Regions from separate parts of the Salmo salar genome. Here region 2 is linked to region 1. A link is a contact called in public Hi-C data. All regions are on one chromosome and are shown on one strand. Each heading gives the region's core, a stretch centred on a gene start, on an enhancer-like site or on the middle of the called end of the contact. The rest is flanking DNA. Distances are from core to core; before and after follow the strand shown.

Region 1 (3,206 bases), core at 455-2,954:
ATATCCAATAAATTTCATTCCACTTCATGATTGTGTCCCACTTGTTGATTCTTCACAAAAAATTACAGTTTCATATCTTTATGTTTGAAGCCTGAAATGTGGCAAAAGGTCGAAAAGTTCAAGGGGGCCGAATACTTTCGCAAGGCACTGTATATATATATATATATATATATATATATATATATATTATTTTCTGATGCAATTCGTGTGATAGGTTACGAATCCAATTCATTGTGCTTAAGATCCTGTAGTGCATCTTTTAAAGGTAGACTCAGCGAAATTAAGTTGCAACAAGCAGCACTGCAGATAGAGATGATCGAGATGCAAGACTTTGCTCTCACACAGTATCTATGCATGTGCACGGGTTTCTGGGGTATGAAAAGGAAAATAGCCTCTAAGCAGTTTACATTATATTGCATAAGTAATATCATCAGTAGGACTGCATTCCACATGGTATGCAAACCTGTTGCTATCTGAATGGCAAAGTATAAATGGAATCCTTGGGACATCCCCCCCATTGAAGTAGACATTTAAAAAGGTTATGGTTAGGATATGGACTTCCCATGAACCCAGATAGGGTTAGTGCTTACTGAATGGTTAGAATAGCCTGCCATCTGGTGGATAAAGTGAGGGAAAAGCCATTTCTTACACTGAGTGTAATATGAAGTGCAAAATACAAAGCCAGTCTTGCCCAAGCTGTCCATTCTCGCTACACACATGATAACAAGGACATGGAACCATGGAAATAAGTTGGCAGACTTTGTGCTCAACATATGTATGCATTGTCGTACTCAATGAATGAGGCAACTTTATGTATTTAATATCTGTCCAATAAAAATAATGCATTCATTCAGTGCTAGTGGCATAGTAACGAGGAAAAAAACAGTTTGTTGAAAATAGTATATTTAATACAAAGGATCCATAGAAAATCCTGCATTTGTAGTGCATGTATATCAACATGGAAAAGAACACTCAAGTGAAGTCATGATAGCCACCTATCAAACTTTTTGAATGGACATTTTCCAAAAATAAACATTACCAATGATCCACAACTCTCAGAATTTGGTTACAGTGGTGAAGAACAATTTATAGGAAATGTGGACAAAAACAATATTAGATTCTCTGAAAATATTGCATCTGGTCTCTTTTCTATTGATCGGTCAGGGTTCTGTGGATTTCAAAATGATTGTCTGAGACCATGAATGAATGACGAAAAAAAAAGTATTTTACATTTATTTTTAAGAAGTACTTAACATTGTGTAATGGTTTAAAATGTAAGACAGAACAAACATCTGGCATGGAAAAGACCAGTGGGTCATTGGTCTTACTGCCTTGTGTAGCAAGTGCTAAGGAGCCATATGAAACCAACTATGTTGCCTTGAAAGAGACTGTCAATAGTGCGCTGCTTTGAATGCATTTGTAACTCTAGTTTCTCAACTAGATTCAATTAGACGTTTAAACTGTTTCTGGTTGGCATATGAATATTGTCTCTTAAGGATGTCTTAATACATGGCCCCACAACTTTACAAGAACATTATAGGCCTTCAATACACTTTTTGTACACCTGTGGAATAATATAATATTTGATGTGGCCACCTAGTGGTTGTATGATAAGTTTATACATTTCCAGTTTGGTAATAGCAATGTGTCTTAAGGCACTGGCTCGAGATCAAATGCTGCTGGGGCAGTAACAGAAGCTCAGAGTATGCAATTGGCCAAGGCACCATCTGGACAAACATGTACAAGAGAAAACAGATAGCACAAAATGACAATTCTCTCTGGATGATAAAAATAGGTGCGTTTCCCTGAAGCTTAATAGCTGACAGTACACCTTCTCCACCACCCAGACCCATATCAGTGAGAAAGTAGCAACATTTAGTAGTCAATCTGTATGTGAACGAATTACGAGTGGTGTCTGGGTTGTCAAGATAAATAAAATACAACATTGGCTACAAAGCTTTCAGGAAAGTCACCCCAGATTGGTGAGAATGCATATGGGCCTTAAACATAGATTGCCTAATTATCCTAGTCTCAAATTGAGCCTGATCATGGTGATAAACTGACCCTGTAATTCTTAATTCAAACATATTACTTTTAAGTTTTTACTGCAAATAAATCAAGGGAATAGCCCCCCCTTAAACTTATCGTCTGGTTTAAAAAAAATAGAATAAACAGCTACATTTAAGGTCTAACAGATTGAAAAACTACCAGGAATGATACAACAACAAAAAACTCAGCTTGGCAAGCTTGAGTTCTCGTTTGTGAAAGATGCTAATATAGACACAGATACCATTCTCATTTCAGAGAATCCATCAAACGTCATGGCATGGTAAATGTAATGTGTTTCTACACTTTCAAAATTGATTTACAATGGAAAACCAATGCAACAAAAGAGTTAATCTCAAAGATTTAGCTGAGAAGTTACGTTGGCGTTTGAGTTTTCAAACATTAACAAGAGGGGTATACAACAAAGCAACCTATAGCTACACAGGGTTTTCCCATTTCAGCTCAGGCTTCATCCGTACTATGACGGTGGATATTGCTGTTCCGTCTGCCGCGAACTCTAGCAAGCTTATAACTGCATGTCGCTCGTGGCTAGTTGAACGGTGAACTCTTCATTGAGACAATGCAGAAACATCAATCCATGGGCAAGTCAGTGCCATTTTAATTTGTGCCGAAAAGTTAAGCAAATTCAGCAGGCTGTTGTGTGAAATAGACTTTTAGGAGTGCCGTCTTTATTTTATTACTTTGCTGTGGTTATCAATGCACTAGCACCTTTATTCCAGACTCCCATCAATAAAATAATTGAATTAAGTTATAAAAGGTTTTACTGTGCGTCAAGTTTCAAATGCATTTGTCATTACTTAATGTGTAATGTGATTGTTTTTGTTAAAATAGTAATTTTAAAATATCTATTGATGAATAAATATTTAAAAATCAGTCATCTTCCTCAAATTAAGTGGATGATAACGCAATCTTGGCGAGAGTGAGGGAATCTGATTTTCTTGGTCCTCAACTCGTGGCTAAGACACTTAATTCAGGGTAAATGTAGTTAGACCCGAGTTAACCTGCCCCGGAGCAGGTTAGTTCTGAAGGATTCGTGGCCATAGAACATTTACCTGGCTAAAAGGTGAGCCACTTTCGTGGTACCGGTTATCCCAAGTTGAACTCAAGAGTTACCTTGCTAACTCAAACTACATTTGTAG
Region 2 (3,294 bases), core at 523-3,022, 130 kb before region 1:
GAGCGAGAGCGACAGAGAGAGAGCGAGAGCGACAGAGAGAGAGCGAGAGCGACAGAGAGAGAGCGAGAGCGACAGAGAGCGAGAGCGACAAGAGAGAGAGAGAGCGACAGAGAGAGAGAGCGAGAGAGAGCGAGAGCGACAGAGAGCGAGAGCGACAGAGAGCGAGAGCGACAGAGAGCGAGAGCGACAGAGAGCGAGAGCGACAGAGCGAGAGCGACAGAGAGCGAGAGCGACAGAGAGAGAGCGAGAGCGAGAGAGACCGACAGAGAGAGAGCGAGGAGGAAAAAGTGTGGGTGAGGGAGAGAGCACAATGAATGAAAAAGAGCAGGAAACAAAAGAGCAAAATAAAAAATAAAAAAAGAGAGGGAGAGACAACCAGGCATGAAAAACTGCCGCCATTTCTTCTGAAACTGAGCCAGAGCCAAACGACAGTGAGTGAGAGGTAAACTTCTGATCATTTGAATCTGTTTTGGTGCACTATGTCCTGCCCTATTCACGGTCAGACATAACATAGCCTAGAACAAAAAAATCCACAAAGAAAATCACAGCAGACTTAAGTCACTTAGCCAACTCAACTGGGGGTGTGCACCAATCCACTACAACTATCTTGAACAAGTACTATAGTAAGGTTTAGGTTCCATCCCTTATCTAGCACACCCGATTCTAATAATTAGCTGGTTGATTAGCTGAATCAGGTTAGTTAGATTTGAGGTTGGATCGAAATCTGACAGGACAGTAGCTTTCCATGAACAGGTTTGGAGAGACCAGCCCTATATAGTGTACTAATTTTGTCCATTGGTCAAAAGTAGTGCACTATGTAGGTAATAGGGTGCCACTTGGGACACTAAATGTGTGAATGCACTCATGGATGTTGGTGTCCATGCTAATCGTTAAAATAGAAAGCCTGTCCTCTCATGGTTTGAATGCATAAATGCTCTGCTACATCAACACACCACAGGTTTTGACCGCAGTAGTAGGTGCTTAAGTGGAAATTGAGCTTGGTCCAGAGAACACACTGTACTGCAAATGACCGTTCTAAATGACTATACCATACGGCTTGCTCGCTACTGTTGCTCTGTGGCAAATGTTTAAACCGTCGTTTGATGTTTACTGTACATTATAGAAGTCTTGTCACTTTCGGCCAAGCAAATAACATAATGAATGTCATAAGCTACATCAATTACAATAGAATACATATCAACACATTCAAATATACTGATAGACAGTTTTGCGCTTTAGAGGGGGGTTCGGCTATGGTGCACTTGGGGGATTTGATCTGCCTTGGCTCATTTAATTTGAGCGCACCTTATGAAGAATTGAGATCTAGGCCTAGTCATTTACCCACTGGTCTGCTAATCCTTCTAGCATGTGTGTATGATGGAGGACGTCATCCCTCTACCCCAATCACCACCTGGGGCGGCGTGTGTTTTGGCTGTGGCCTGGACGACCAGTAGACTCAACACACACACACACCAAACACACATAGGCAATGGGATACTGACGCTTATTCCCGTCACACACATTCCCCTCACACATGCAGCCAGAAACGTGTGTGTATGTGTACGTGCGTGTCTTTGCGAGATTGCATGTGTTCTGTGCATGCCTGTACATGCTCTCTGTGTGTGTGTGTGTGTGTGCCAGGATGGTAAAGAGACAGGACACCATGAATGTTTTTCTTCAGTTCCCTTGGCTCAACTTCACTTGTCAACACTGAACTTTACTCAGTCATCTGCTCTCTTCATCACCCCTCCCTCCATCCCTCAAGGCTGCATCCCAAATGGCACCCCATTGAACCCTGTTACAGGAGCACACTTCCTTAGCTGGCTCCAGTCTGTGCGATAGCACAGACACACTGAACTTCACTTAGCTGCTGCTACTACTATCCATTTGATACAGTTTTCCTACCTGCACACTTCACCCTTCAACCCCTCCTCCCTCTTTGCCTCTTTGGTGAGCTCTCTAAAATGTCAAGATGGCCCCCATGCAATGTCAAAGTCAGCACATTTGGTGTGAAGCAGTGTGCGTGTGTATGCCAATATGTCTACCTGAGTACTTAGTGTAGAGTGTGTGTGTGTGTGTGCGCATGTTTATGCATGCATGTGTTTGGGTTTAGCTACCCGCTGATGCTGCTCTTGCGGGACAGTGTGTTGCTGGGGGAGGCAGGGGGCGTCTGGTAACTGTAGCTGTAGTCTGATCCCTTCAGATCCAGGATCACCTGTTCAGAAGTAGGGAGAAAAAGAGTTTCAATGTGGGAGAACGAGAATATGGATAAGTGGGAGTTTCTAACACAGTGTGCGAGTACGTGGTTAAGTGCATTTGTAAAGGTATATTGATGTCAGTGTGTGTGTGTGGCACGAACAAGTGTGTGTGTGTGTGTGTGTGTCCATGTCTTTTTTGGTGAACATGTAGATGTCTGTGTCAAGTGTTTGGCTGTGTAAGAATCATCCATCGAACCTGTTCACTGGCCGGGGGTAGTTTGCTGGGCTCGGCCGTCAGGGTGCTCAGGTCTTCCAGGATGGTCTGCAGGTGGGTCACCTCTCCGAGCATGCTAATCTCATGATCCTGCACACAAACAACCACAGAACCCAGATCAGATCACAGACACACAACCAATCACCAAAAACCAGTCACCCCTATCCACAGATCCCAAATCAGTTCAGACACACAACCAACAAGTAGAAATCACCCCTAACCATATATTCCACGTCAGTTACCCAATTTCCTCAACCCTTAGGGGATGGAAATACAATTCATGACCAAGAGTATGTGGACACCTAATCGTCGAACATCTCATTCCAAAATCATGGGCATTTACAGTTGAAGTCGGAAGTTTACATACACCTTAGCCAAATACATTTAAACTCAGCTTTTCACAACTCAATTAGTATTTGGTAGCATTGCCTTTAAAATGTTTAACTTGGGTCAAACGTTTCAGGTAGCCTTCCACAAGCTTCCCACAATAAGTTGGGTGAATTTTGGTCCATTCCTCCTGACAGAGCTGGTGTAATTCAGTCAGGTTTGTAGTCCTCCTTGCTCACAGATGCTTATTCAGTTCTGCCCACACATTTTCTATAGGATTAAGGGGGCTTTATGATGGCCACCGTACTGCAAACCGTAGTCTGGAGTTTTTATGACAGTTTTGGAGCAGTGCTGAGCGGCCTTTCAGGTTATGTCGATATAGGACTCGTTTTACTGTGGATATAGATACTTTGTACCCGTTTCCTCCAGCATCTTCACAAGGTCCTTTGCTGTTGTTCTGGGATTGATTTGCACTTTTCGCACCAAAGTACGTTC

Evidence for each region. A called contact is a pair of places that touch in the nucleus more often than the background predicts.
Region 2: a contact with region 1 is called in a Hi-C map of muscle, with 7 times the contacts expected there. The contact joins two enhancer-like sites. A contact is called at or near these places in 2 of 3 Hi-C or Micro-C datasets (gill and muscle).

The regions. Positions count from the first base shown.
Region 1 is chrssa12:41,921,634-41,924,839 of Ssal_v3.1, reverse strand. osgn1 (oxidative stress induced growth inhibitor 1) reads right to left here. Exons shown (of 6, transcript XM_014131667.2): 6 at 887-3,206. Among protein-coding and RNA genes, the nearest start is that of osgn1, 20 kb to the right of the region's middle. Within about 2 kb of position 1,704, at least 1 of the 13 cell types and tissues checked has an H3K27ac peak or open chromatin away from gene starts, as enhancers often do. A contact at or near this core is called in muscle, where this site is marked.
Region 2 is chrssa12:42,047,524-42,050,817 of Ssal_v3.1, reverse strand. It overlaps mtss1 (MTSS I-BAR domain containing 1), which reads right to left. Exons shown (of 14, transcript XM_014131670.2): 8 at 2,455-2,562; 9 at 2,118-2,215. Among protein-coding and RNA genes, the nearest start is that of mtss1, 96 kb to the right of the region's middle. Within about 2 kb of position 1,772, at least 1 of the 13 cell types and tissues checked has an H3K27ac peak or open chromatin away from gene starts, as enhancers often do. A contact at or near this core is called in muscle, where this site is marked.